Linked DNA regions of Gossypium raimondii: region 1 is linked to region 2. The links are chromatin contacts, called in public Hi-C maps. All regions are on one chromosome and are shown on one strand. Each heading gives the region's core, a stretch centred on a gene start, on an enhancer-like site or on the middle of the called end of the contact. The rest is flanking DNA. Distances are from core to core; before and after follow the strand shown. Region 1 holds the start of LOC105794500. Region 2 holds the start of LOC105794495 (ranBP2-type zinc finger protein At1g67325).

Region 1 (6,782 bases), core at 1,366-3,865, 130 kb before region 2:
CTAAACTTTATACTCTTGAATTATTATTCATGTCTACTATTTCTATCAAGTTGATATTGTTTGTGAGATCCATAAGGAACTAATCCTCCTGTGAGGAATTAGCGAGTGGAGGTATGATTAATTAACTATTTTGTAGGGTTCTCTTAACGGATCAACTATTCAGGAAAAGAAGAACCTAAGCCTTAGGCCTGACAACCCTAAGAAGTCATTAAGGTGGGAATTAACCCAAATTTGGTATGGCCTATCCTTGAACACCTTAACCCTGAACCAGTTTGGACTCCAAGGTTGAGGGATAAGTAGTTCTTACCGACTCGTTATTTTAGTGGAAGATCGAAAGATACTGCCGGGATATCGACTAGTTGATTGAACAAGAAAACCTAAAGCAACAGTTGGTTAAGATTACTGAAGCAAGCTAATCACCCATTTTCAGATTTGATACATTCTATAATTTTATTTCTCGTGATTTGATTTGATTTATTATTATTATTATTATTATTATTATTATTAGTATAGATCACAAAAACCTTTCTTTTTATTCCATCGTAATATAATTCATTTAAAGTACTAATTAGATCTATTTATGCTTGGGTTAGAATTAATTTGGTACTCATCTCCCTTGGATATGATCCTTGGAGTACTCATCTACTCCATTATAACTATATTACAATTTGACCCGTATACTTGCAGATACTGCCTTTTCATATATTTTGTGGAGGATTTTTACTCTAGATGTTAGTACGTCCGAAGGTGGTTAGATATCGATGTATGAAAGTTTGATATAAATTTGTAAAATTATATATATGTTATATTCTTTTATTCTTGTAGTGCTTACTAAATCTTCACCTGCTTAACACATTTATTTTTAGTGTGTAAGTACAATTAAATTTGACATGTTTGATTGGAGTCGTTAGTTGCTCATTTCATCACATCCTCAAGCTCGGGAAAATAGGTATTATGTTTTGGTGTAGAAATGACATGTACATAGGTTTTTGAATATGTTGGGTCATGCTACAAACTTTGTAATTTTTGTAGGATTTAAATGAAATTTTAGTAAATTAATGTTGTATGGTAATGCATATGTGTTTGAGTGTCTTTTACACTGTAATTGGTGTTTTGGGCTGGGAAGAAATTGAAATTTGTTATGTAGGGACTAAGGTGTAAAATTTTAAAAATTGTAAAATTTCCTTCAATTTTGGCCCATACGGCCTTAGAGAGTTAGACGGGCTAGTCACACGGCAGTGTGAGTGTTGAAAATTGGTCAATTTTGGAGCCGCACGGGCTTAAAGACTTACACGACCATGTGGTAGACACAACCATGTGCCTTTTTTTTTTTTTTTTGCAAAAGTTCATATTTCACTTTAAAGCACTGTTTTAAATACTCAAATGTTTAAGGAACTTATCGGGCTCCTCACTAACATTGATAATGGTTAATTAATGAATTGGTAAGTTACAAATGGGTTCGAAATGAGTGTTTACTTGTTAGAGTTTGGTTGATTAATACTCTAATATTTAATGTAGCATTCCTATATTTGACCCGATAGTCGGGTTACAAGAGATGACAACTTTCCATCTTAATGCATCATTTCAAATACTATGATAAGAGAGAAAATAAGAGAGTTATGTATGTTAACTTAAAATTATGTATATTTCAAAAGTTTCAATTTCTTTCCTCTTATATTTCAACTCCACCAAGTAATAAATAGAATGAAAATTACTTTCTCTTTCAAAATTTTCATATTTCTTACCAAAAGTTGAGAAAGAACAATTATATTTTCTATTTTTCCACTCTCTCATTTTTCTCCTCTTTTCAATTTTCTTTCCCTCGCCTAAATTGGAAAACAATTAACATCAATTACATTCAAAGAAGAGATCAAATTGCTCCTAACTCAATTGACGAAAATAATTAACGCCATCTTCAAATGTTTTTATTTTCTCATTTTCGTGAAGTACATGCTTAAACTTCCTTGTTTAATTTGCGAGTAAATTATTCTTTGACCCTAGACCTCTTTGATATTTATTTTGGTTATTTTAATGTATAGTTGTTGTAGATTATAGTTTGTAAATAAATAGAAATGTTGTATAAAATTACATTCTAATATTAAATTCGATGTATATTAGTTTTAGGGTAATTGTATAAATTTAAATTAAATGATAAAAGTTCATTTCATTGCGGTTGATGATCTACTTGTGGACGCCTCCAAGGGAGGAGAAACAAGTGAGCTGGAAAACAGTCTTAAAATGACAAAAAAACAGAAGGTAAAGGAAACCAGATTTTTGGCTCGGGGATGCGATTAGAACAATTATTCCTTATGCTTTCTATTGTAAAATAATAATAATAATTCAGGGAAAAAGACTCATAACAAACCATCTTAAAGATAAAATAATATGTACAATGTTGTCTGTTCCTTCATTCCTTCACTTCATTGGTAGATACTAAAAGAGTTAGGCCTTTAGTCCAAATCAATGTTGTAATCAAAGGTGAATTATTAGAATAGGTTACATAGACCCGAGACTGTGTGCCAAACCCTATGCAATTATTATTAGGTAACCCCTTTGCTTTACAGTCATTAAATTTAAATAAATAAATCACACTCATAATTTAGATGGAAACTCCATTATTTCTTGTGGTTGGCTTTAGCTGTCCGCCAGTCTCAGTCAGCTTGAGTTTACGGGCGTAATTGAAGCAGTTGATTTTAAAATATTCTATATTGTGGAACATGGGTGTTGTCACTTGGCGGCGTCTTCTTATTGTTGCTAAACCTTGCAGTCTTTTAATATCGATTTCAGTCCTACCCTTGCACTGAAATTAATCTTACAAATTTCCCACACTGACATAAGGCTAAGCTCTCACATCTTTATCATATTGCCTATTTTTCTTTGTCTTCGTCTTCTTCTTTTTCTTCTTACTTGTTGCTTGCAGGATTTGCCTGCTTATGGTACAAGGACCATAGGCATCATCATGGAAAGGAACTTAGAAGAAAGCCTTGTTCTGCATGAAGAATCTAAGGTTTTTGCCTCCTTTTATTGGCTTTTTTACTCTCAGGTTGCTTTGATATTGGTTTTGATTCAGAAAAAGGAAATCTTATGTAAGGGTTTTAATTTGATTCTTTTTAGGATATGGCAGAAAGTGAATTTGATCCATCAATCTTGCTTTCAATGCCCAATTCACCAAGCCAAAATGGCAGACCAAGCAGCATGGTTATCAAGGCAAGTTCTTTTAATTAATCTGACCTTTTAAGAACATTATTTTGAAAAAGGAAAAAACAGATTTTCTTTTATTTGATATTTGAGTTTCTTTTAATTGTGCATCGGACTTTTAACAAGCAGAAAGCACAAAGTGTAATCCCTGCCCATTTGGTAGCTGAAGCAATCTCAACACTACAAGGCCTTGACTTGAGATGGTCTGGTCCCATAACACCCACTGAAATGCAATATGTAGAGCAATATGTCTTTGCAAAATATCCTCAATATTGCAATGGACTTGTGGAAGATGGACTAAAGATGATCGATGTCGACAGTCTATCCAACAGTGACGAGTCCTTTGAGACCGTTGTTACCGACAATAAGCAGAAATCACCAAGGATTGTAGGCAACAGGGAGTCCTTTTCATCTTCATCAACTTCTGGTATGGCAGATATTGACAATACTCAATTAGAGGCTTCAAGGCTTCTTGATATCCTCACTAGGAAAACTTCTTTCCTAGGGAACTTCGTTTCAATACCTGAAATTCAAGCTCAAAACAGGGCTTTGAAACATTGTGGGCTAAGTGAAGATGAGTATTTAGTGCTTTTCATGCCAAATTACAAGGATGCTATGATGTTGATTGGTGAAAGCTACCCCTTCTTTAAAGGGAACTATTATTTGACAATCATTGCTGAAGAATCAGACTACATAAGGGAATTCGCTAGCCAGAGAGAATCAAAGGTTATTTCAGCACCAGAAACATGGTTGGATTTGAGGATTAAAGGATCACAACTTAGCCAAAACTTCAGAAGAAAATGTAAACATAGTCCCAAAGGGCTTTTTGCCTATCCAGCTGATGTAAATGGGACGACTAGGCTTTCAATGCATTGGATCTCGGAGGCACATAGAAACTCATGGCACGTTCTCCTTGATGCGACCACGTTGGTTTTCAGCGAGGGCCAGCGGCTGCCACTCGCACTCCACCGACCGGACTTTGTGTTATGTACAGTTGATAACACCCACGCTCACCCTTCCAAGATTACCTGCCTGCTTGTTAGGAAAAGATCATTTGATACCACCTCTTCTTCTCCCTAGATTTGCATTTTCTTCAAGCCTTGTTTCAGTTCACATTGCGGTAAAGAATTATCTACGTTTCCAAAAATATATTAACCAATAGACTCGAGTCTCACTCCAATCTGAATTATTACTTAATTACTCAAAAATTTGACAAAATAATGTCATTCGTGGCATTTTGCTGGTGGGGACTTGGGAGCTATCCACATTAACAATATTTTACCATGTTTTGAACGGAAGTTAAAAGGCTACATTCTTTTTAACTTACTATTTAAGGTGCTGCTTAACAAAATGTGATATTAGTAAGGGAGTATTGGATTACAAAATATAATATTATTTAGTGTAAATAGCCGATCAACTACAAAAACAAAAAAAATATTCATTTTAGGTTAAAATAAAATTTACAATTTAAGCACCCATGTTACATAATTCGATCAATTTGGTTACTCCGTTAAAATCACAAATAACAAGTTGACGTGACAGTTAAAAAATCGATATAATAACAAATTTAGCCTCAAGTTTTACATCTAAAATCAATTTAGTCATAATTTTAAATAATTAACCTTCAAATTTTACAAATGGCCTCAATTAGATCCTAATTCTAAAAATCCAAAGAAATATATAAAAATACATAAATATTTTAAAATATAATAATAAATTTAAAATTTATATTAATATTAATATTTATGTTAATAGTAAATAAATTTGTGCTTTTAACGGAATGACCAAAATGATTGAATTATATAACGTTGGTGCTTAAATTGCAAACTTTTATTTTGGGTGCCTAAAATGAATTTTTTTTATAGTTAGGTAACTATCTGTATAGTTTTACCTTATTATTTATGATAATAAAATTATCATAATGTAAGATTATTTAACAAATTACCATGTTTGGTTAATTTGGTTGGAATATAAGATTTTGTTGTTTGGTTGCCAAAATGTAAGATTACCTAGAAGCTTATCATACTAAATTGTCCTTGTTATAGTTTATTTTTGTTAAAATATGTAATAAGTCTCTATACTTTTCGTAAATTTAGAATTTAATCCATATATTTTTCTTATTTTAAAATTCAGTCTAACTATTACACTACTAAGGTTATTTTGTTAAATTTAGGTTTATGACAACGCGCTTTTTTTCAGTTGCTACCAAGTGAGTATTTTTTTATTTTAAAATATCACACCAACAATTTTAACAATGTTAACAATTAAACTTGAATTTTGTAATCCAAAAATAAAGGCCTAAATTCTCGGAAATAAAAATACATGAATTTGCAAAAGAAAAATCTATAACATGTTTTAACCATTTATTAACAAGTTTAATTACTTCAACATTAATTTAAAGATATTGATGTTAAGTTCATCAAGTACTTCCGTTAAACTCTCAAACTATATATTCTCATTTTCATTTCAAGATTTAACATAGTATTATTATAATTAATATATTTCGTTTTACATATGTTGTCTCATGAATACATTAATCTCAATTTTTTCATTTTATTACTAAATTTTATTTTATTTTGATTAGAAATATTTTACATAATTTTTAAATTTCATTAATATACGCTGATATCCAACAATTTTATCTATTTTATTAATTTCTTAAGTTAGAATATTATCTTATAATAATTTTTGAGAAATATATACAAATATATTTACGTAATATATAAAAAATTTTCATAAATCAAGATTCCTCTTGAAATCTTATATTACCTAAGAAATTATATTGAAATTATCCCATATTTCAAATCTTAACTTTACCGGAAATGTAATATTAGTGGCTCAAGGTAATCTTTGCAAACCAAAGTTAAGAATGTTATGCCAAAATGTAATATTATATCGAAAATATAAGACGACTTGAACCAAATGCCCCTTAACACATTATGGACATTGTATATTTGTCTATTTTAATCATTTTATTAGAATGTAAAATTTTATTGCTTAGTTGATTACCTCATATTTTACTAAATTATTTTTGTTATAATTTTTAACAAGTATAGTTCCTTAACTTTAATTGGTTGATATTGATATGAAAATTCATAAAGCTCTTCTATTATACTCTAAAACTTTCTATTCTCATTTTTGGTACAAAACCTAAATCTTAGATTTAATATAGTATTATTATAATCAATATATCAATTTTCCTTTGAGTGCAAGCATTACCCCATTATTTAATTACATCAATTTTATTGCTCTTATTTTTTATTACTACACCTCATTTAATTTTTATTAAAATGTATTTTGGATCAATTTTAATTTTGGTTAATATATTGTTTATATTAAATATTATAATTGATAATTTGATCCATTCATATTAAACTCATCAAATTTATAAAAAAAAAGTGTAAAAATGTCATAAAGTGAATATTATTCCCAAAATCTTACATTACTTGAGGAATAGATGATATTGAGATTACTCTTATTAAGGGAGGTCGACTCTTTCAGGAGAAGTCTTCAAAGTGTCGTTTGCCAGACATTCAATCAATCCCTAAATAATCGAAGTAATTATCCTCCGGTAGGGGTTTTAT
Region 2 (7,347 bases), core at 623-3,122:
TCAATCAGTTTGCTCACTTCTAATTAGACTAAGGACATGTTTAGGTCCGTATACTAATATAAGTTGTCTTTATGTAATACGATCCAACTACATAATATCGTTTAGTATTAGTTTAAAAATTAGACAACATGTAAGCCAATATCTGCTTCTATTTTTCTTTGCATGCAAAAAGCACATGAGGATAATTATACAAAGTATATTAATGTAATCCATTAATTATTTTATTAACCAATCTATTCGACAAAATTATAAGTTTACAAACGAATATACTACACTTAGGACACCAGATCCAACATTAACACCTACAAATTTGTTCTAATTTGTTTTAACATGATTTTAAAGTTTTAAATTTGATTTTATCTATTTTTATGTTTTTATAAAAATGTTTAAAATTTTAATTTCTTAATTAAAATAGGATTTTTGTCATGGAAACGTTTCGATAGCACTTCTCTTTCATACCGTATGTTGGGAGGGGTGAAGGGTGTTACATTTAGTTTATTCCTGGCTATCAACCAACATGATTTTCTCTGTTTATCTTGAACCTTTGGTTTTTTTAGAGAGTGAACTTTAATTCACGAACTGAACATACAATGAAAACTTTAGCTTTCAAGTGGGGAAAGTTAATTCCCTATATGGGTTAGAAACTAACTCGAGTTGTAACACCCCTCACCTGTCCTGATGACTAGTACGAATGGGAGAAGCCACGAGAACATATACAAGAAAGAAACCTTGGATTCATTTAGGAGTCATGACTTATAAAACATTTTTACAAATTATTTATTCAAGTTTTAGATGTTTAAGAGGCTTTAGAAAAAATTTAAAATCATTTACAAATGGTTAGAAATTGATCGAAGGTGTTTGGATCTCAAAATGGGCTCAAAATGCCAAAAGGGCTCAGAACAGTGCAATACCTCTACCCTTGGAGCCAAACATTGACTTGAAAATCACTTGTTTTGATACCCAAAGGCTTATTACCAAAACTTGAATTTAGAGGAATCAAAACATCAAAAACAATTACCAAAAACACCTCTAAACATAGTAACATAAAACATGCTTTGGCGATACTTCAAAGACATCATGAAAAGCAAATTTGATATCAATCTAAGCATTGGTTAAATGGAAATTTGGCTTCATGAATGCCAACTTACTTGGAGCTTCAACTTAATAAGCTCAAACATAACCACCAGAGCTTCTAACATATCAATTCAATATTAGGCTACTCAAGATATCAAATGGCCATTGAAACTAGCATGATCATATATATCGATTGTAATATTGTAACATTGTAATATTCAATTACCATTTCTCAAGTTGATCAAAATTGTCAAATTCATGCATTTTATAACCATAAATTCTTTTCATTAATCATTTCTAGTTCTTTTCACCCAATGTAGCCTTAGTGAATTATATATGCTCTCTCTTTTATGTGACAATATTATTTATGAATTTGTTTTATGATTTTAAGAAAATGATTTTACTGTTCACATTATAATATTGTACATGTAAATTAAAAATAAGACATTTTAATGATTATGACTTTTATTTTTAAAAAACCTTGCAATCAAACTATACAAAACAATTTTTTAAATATTTTAAATAATTAACCTAATATATTTTAATTCATACCCAATTAATTTATGTTTCACATATGATCAATAAGATTATTTAAAAGCAATTGAACCTTGACCAATAAATTCGAGGCATGCTAATTGAAAGAGTACATGGACCATCCAAAATAGGCAAAGGTCGCACCGAAGTCCAAACACCGGGCCCCATCCAAATCACAATAACGGCGTCAGAAATTCAGAGGGGCAGCAGCGAGCAACCGTTTATACTTATTTTAAACCAAATTTTCAATTACATCCCTCACATCACGCATAAAAATTCCCTGGTTATTCTGTTTAAAGTCCGTTAGTTTGTCACCGCCCTTTTATCGCAGGTAGGGCAAATCCCCAATTCCCTCTCTCTTGTTTCGAATCTTCACACCGAAACAGTCATATCTCCCTCTATTGCCGCCGCCTCAATGTCTCAGGTATTATGCCCTTCCAATTCTCTGAATTTCCCCTCTTATAGATTCGAGCATCCAACTTAATAGATCTAATGATAGATTTGTCTTGAAAATCAACTCCCCTTTGTCAAACTAGGATTCTCTTTTCTTTCGGTTTTTTTTTGTGCTTTTCTGTCGCTGCTCAATTCTCCAATTTATTATCGAAAAGTGGAAATGAATTTCGTAATTATTGCTTAGTATCGATTTATGCACATATTTACGGTGATTAACCTTTTTTCTTGGGGGTGGCAATTGGTTCAGGTTGATAATAGAAACTCTTCTGCAGCGAAGCGAGCTAGAACCGATGGTATGCCGCTTAATTTTATTTTTATTTCATTCTGTGTACTTTTTAACATGTTTAATTTTGGCAATTTTGAATTTTTATGGTTAAATTTGTAGGCAGTCGTAGGGAAGATGATTGGACATGCCCTAGTTGCGGGAATGTCAATTTTTCATTTAGAACTACTTGCAATATGCGCAATTGCACTCAACCCAGGCCAGCTGTTCATAATTCAGTAAGTCTTCATATTTATTAGCCAATGGCGTTCAAAATATTCCTGAGTTTTTGAATATTGTTGAAATTTTAATTGCTTTAGTTTTGGCTCGTAGGTTTCGATTTTCTGTTCAGATTGGAGTTGTTTTTTAACAGAATTAGTAATAGAAGAGCGGATTCTTCAAAATATGTGGCTTAGCAAGTTATTTTTAATGAAGTTAATACCTGGTTCTGTGCTGAAAGACCAGAGTATATTATGTGATACCCAATGCTTGTTTCGTTCTAGTCTGTTTATGTCCTATTTTTTTATGACTCTGTTTATCATAAAATCGTAAATCTTTTCTACTGTTTGTTTCTCTCTTTAGAAACTGACCCTTTGCATTTTCTTTCTCCCATTATTTATTTTTAAAGCTTGAGTTGGTAATTTTTCCCTTTCAGAAATCTACAGGCAAGCCTCTCCAGGCGCCACAGAGTTATTTGTCATCTGCTCCATATGTAGGTTCTGGAGCACCATCTTCTATGTATCTCGGTGTACCACCTTATGGTTCTTCCCTCTTCAATGGTTCCTCTATTCCTCCATATGAAGCACCTTTTTCTGGAGGATCGGCTTATCATTACAATTATGGCAGTCGTCTTTCTGGTGGCAGTCCCTTTCGGCCGCTCCATATGCCTTCTGGACCACCCCCTTATTCTAGTGGGCCTATGATAGGGAATGGTATTGGTAATCTGCCTTCCCGTTTATAATTGCTATTACTTTTCCTGTTTATTCACTCTTGCAAGTTAAATTGTTGACCAAGAAAACCCGTTGATATTTCTTGTCTGCAACCCAACTACCCATTTACATATATGATTGACCTTAAGCATGATATTAATATCATATTAGTTAGTAAGTTATGGGCTTTTTTTTCTTTTTTACTTAGGTGGGATGTATGGTGTGCCCCCTTTGATGGACCGGTATGGCTTGGGGTTGCCCATGGCCCCTCCTCCAATGGTATGTTGAGATGTTTAATGCTAATTTGAGATCATTCTTTGTTAGGTTTTTGAAACTAAGATTGCAAGCTTAATATTTTGTATCATTTCTCCATCATGTAGTTGCACATTTTCTAGGTTTGGGTTTGTGTACTGGATTTATTCAATGCTTGGCAGTTATCAATTTGTATTAAGCATGCATCCCTCATTCAGCAAAGGCACGGATTTCTCCCTTATAGGAATACTGTGGATTGGTTCTTAAATTTGACTATTCTCTTTTGACCATCTAATATTTTATAAGTTGTAGTGGAACTAGAGTGTCTTATGCATGAGTCACAGTTTATGATATAATTACATTTTCAAACTACAGGGACCAAGGCCAGGATTTTTTCCGGATGATAAATTACAGAAAAAAGGTACAGGCATGACATATCTCTACTGTTGTTTTTCAAAGAAGCCATTATCTTGTGCATTACAGAAAATTTTTTGCAATAATTTAATTATTTTCTCTTTGAATCTTTGTCAGATGCTACTCGTGATGATGATTGGACATGCCCAAAATGTGGGAATATTAACTTCTCTTTCAGAACTGTCTGTAACATGCGGAAATGCAATACGCCTAAGCCCGGATCTCAGGTTCTTGTAAACTTACATATTTAATAATGATGCAATGTAGCTGTTCTTTTGACACTTAATTTGCCTTTGGTACTTCGAAAACTGTAAAGTATATGAAATACTGCATTCCTTTTCTTTGGTTATGAACTATTTCTTGACTTATAACAAATTTTTCTTGTAAATGCAGACTCCAAAATCTGATAAAAGTTCAAGTAAGTGCTTTTAAATTTGCAAACATCATAATGTCATTTCTGAAATTTGATGGATATGTATTTCATGCTTTTCAGAACAAAAGATGCCAGAAGGAAGCTGGAAGTGTGAGAAATGTAGCAATATTAACTATCCTTTTAGGACAAAGTGCAACAGACAAAATTGTGGGGCTGAGAAACCAGCTGAATCAAAGAAGTCGCCCTCCCCAACAGTGAATGAAAATGATCAGGTTTGTGATCTGATGCAGTTTCTTTGTCATGTAGTTTGTTACTTGAAGTTAGTGTTTTTGCTGCCCACATTTGTACACGTTGCGAATTCAGTTAGCGTTCTATACTTCAAACTATTCCTAGTTAAAGAATTATATGGGTTATCTGATTGTGTTTTAAAATGTCGTTATTACTATATTTTCCTACAATTCTATGGTGAAGACATTGTTGAATTTTACGGTTTTACTGAAGTTTTTTTGTCTTTCTTTCCATTGATTTGCAATTGTCTACTGTTCCAGTGAGTACTAGGACATGTTTGAGGGTTGAGAAGGTCCAGAGTTATCCAGCATTGCTCAATCTGGGTGTCTGAAAGTCAGTCTTGTCGTCCTCATTTTGCAGCGGTTGTCAAGTTACTCTTCCTTCTCATTGATCAGTGTCCAGTTTTTGTATTAATGCTATGGTACTTCTGGTCTTTATGGATCGTTGGTGCATTATGTGTCAACCATCTTAATCCAGAAAATATTTACAGGTTGGTTCTGGTTTCGGTGAGGTTGATTTTGTAATTTGGAATCAACTTAGCTATTCTAGTGAGCATGTTACTGTGAACTTAGATATATTGCTAGTGGGTAAAAGACACTGCAAGTTTCACATTTCTAGTTTTCATTCAGTTTCCTTTTTTGTCTGTGTTGGGGTTGTCATTTTGTCTAGCCAAAGCTTCTATTAGAAGCATAAGAAGTTCACAGCTTCTAATATTTAATTAGATCTATCGTCAGGTATTACTGGGGGTAGGAAATTTATAACTGTTTTCGTACTCGACTATAGGAGGTAGCGGCCAATTTTTGTATCATGTGTTTTGCTCATGGCATGGTATAAACACAGGTCCGGTGTTGTGATTTTTAAAGTTCTTTTTCCTGGATCTTTCAGAAACATCATACAATTGCGCTGTAATAGGTTGAACTTAGTCCCCTGTTTTGCGCATTATAATTGTATTATCGGTGTTAAGATACAATGGTCGACTGAGCTGTGTGCAGTATGCATTGGAGGGTGGTGGTATTTGATTTGAGAAGTCACTGGCGTCTTGTCAGTGTTGGATGTTGCATCAATTCCAGTCTTTATGTTATCAACGTTTGTGGTAGCCATGTATGTAATTTTGGTCATTCGAGATTGAAGTTGTTGTCAGGAAAGTCTAGTGAGATGAGACTGGATAGTGAGCACAACATCAAGTTACAGTGGCGCGAGGAAATGAGAGTATCTGGTCGTGACATTGATATGGTTTTGTTCGAGGACCACCCTTTTGATAGTTTTTAGCATGTTATATTTAAGTCTCATGGTCCTAGAAAGAAGCCATAAATCCCGATAGAAGAATTATGAATCCGACATAAAAGCACCTTGTTCAATAATATCTTTCCTGGTGTAAGTTATGACACTAAGCTCGTGTAAAGTAAAATTATAACTTAGAAATATGATTCTTTCCACGCTTGAACTGCAACTGGTAAGAAGAGGGCAAGAGGCATAATGGGTTCGGAATCTTGCAAGATGCTTATTTGTAAAAAAAATCTGTTTCTTCAACGGCTGTACGTATTCCAGTATCTCTAACGGCTGTTTTTTTTTTTTTTTTTTTGTATTTGCTCAGTTTATTAACTACAATTCGTACAAGCCGTTAAATCAGAACGTATTTCAATTAATTACGTATTTTAGTTAATAAACTGTCTGAGCTCAAAAGATTTAACGTTTTGATCTGAGCAAGAAAAATTAAGAAACTAAAATTTTGATTTAAATCGTACTTATTTTGTTTTGAGCCATGCAATTATTAATTTAGGGTTGATATATAAAGGTCAGCGAAAATTAAAATTTACCTCTATATTACACTGATTGGTATTTGTCTTTGTTCTTATAAATTAAAGATAAATTTCTTATTATATTCAACTCTATTTTAAATTTTGTTGCTTCATTTTTGTTTGATTGAATTTTCTCTATTCAACTTTAATTTAAAATAATTTGAAGGCAAACTTAATGAAGATCATTTTATATTTTACTCTAATTCAATTAAATAATAAGTTAATTAATACAATATTAAAATCAAATGAAAATGGTTATTTTATAAAAGTAAACTTGTTTTTTTATGATATATGTATTTTAATTTTTGAGCTTTTACTTCATTAAATGGAAATTCTAATTTAATTAATTTATCTTTAGTATAAGTTAAATCATTGTTAACTATTAAAATAAAATATTTGAAAGATATTTTAGTAGATTATATTTTCAAATAATCAAAATTGATAATGGGTGGTAAATTTAATTAAAGTATCGAAACTGGTTGTAAAATTTAATAAAAATAAAAGTTTAGTAGTAAAATTAAGTTATATAAGAGTTGAATGAAAATTTTACTTGTATTTTCAAAATATAATGATAAATATAAACGAAAATAAAGTATCTAATGAATAGCAAGTATTCTAATGAATTTGAAAAAGAATTATTTAATTTTAATTACCTTTTATTTGGTAAAAAACCTTTCCAGTTACTTTTAATTTCTAAATTGAGCAAATTAATCTTTTCAAAAATTCAATGCAATTTAATATATGTCAATTTTAAAAGTAAACAACTAAGGATAATTAATTACAATATTAATATTTTCCGACAAGCTGTACTGATTTTTGAATGGTATGATAATAAGTTTAGCCTTCAAAGTTTATACAATTTAGTAATAAATTTATCTCACAATATTTGTGTAAATGTTGATGCTAAATTTGTTGAGTTTTTTAGTATTAAGATCGAAATGACAAAATATATAAACATTAAAGGCTAAA

What was found. A called contact is a pair of places that touch in the nucleus more often than the background predicts.
Region 1: a Hi-C map of leaf shows a contact between it and region 2, with 2.2 times the contacts expected there. The contact joins the promoter of LOC105794500 here to the promoter of LOC105794495 in region 2.

Annotation. Positions count from the first base shown.
Region 1 is chr3:48,066,714-48,073,495 of ASM2569854v1, reverse strand. LOC105794500 reads left to right here and starts at 2,615. Exons shown (of 3, transcript XM_052628438.1): 1 at 2,615-3,007; 2 at 3,115-3,211; 3 at 3,332-4,359. The coding sequence starts at 2,960. The coding sequence ends at 4,278.
Region 2 is chr3:47,935,710-47,943,056 of ASM2569854v1, reverse strand. It overlaps LOC105794495 (ranBP2-type zinc finger protein At1g67325), which reads left to right and starts at 1,872. Exons shown (of 10, transcript XM_012623685.2): 1 at 1,872-2,032; 2 at 2,309-2,354; 3 at 2,447-2,562; 4 at 2,979-3,255; 5 at 3,461-3,531; 6 at 3,880-3,925; 7 at 4,036-4,145; 8 at 4,312-4,336; 9 at 4,412-4,563; 10 at 4,840-5,190. The coding sequence starts at 2,024. The coding sequence ends at 4,842.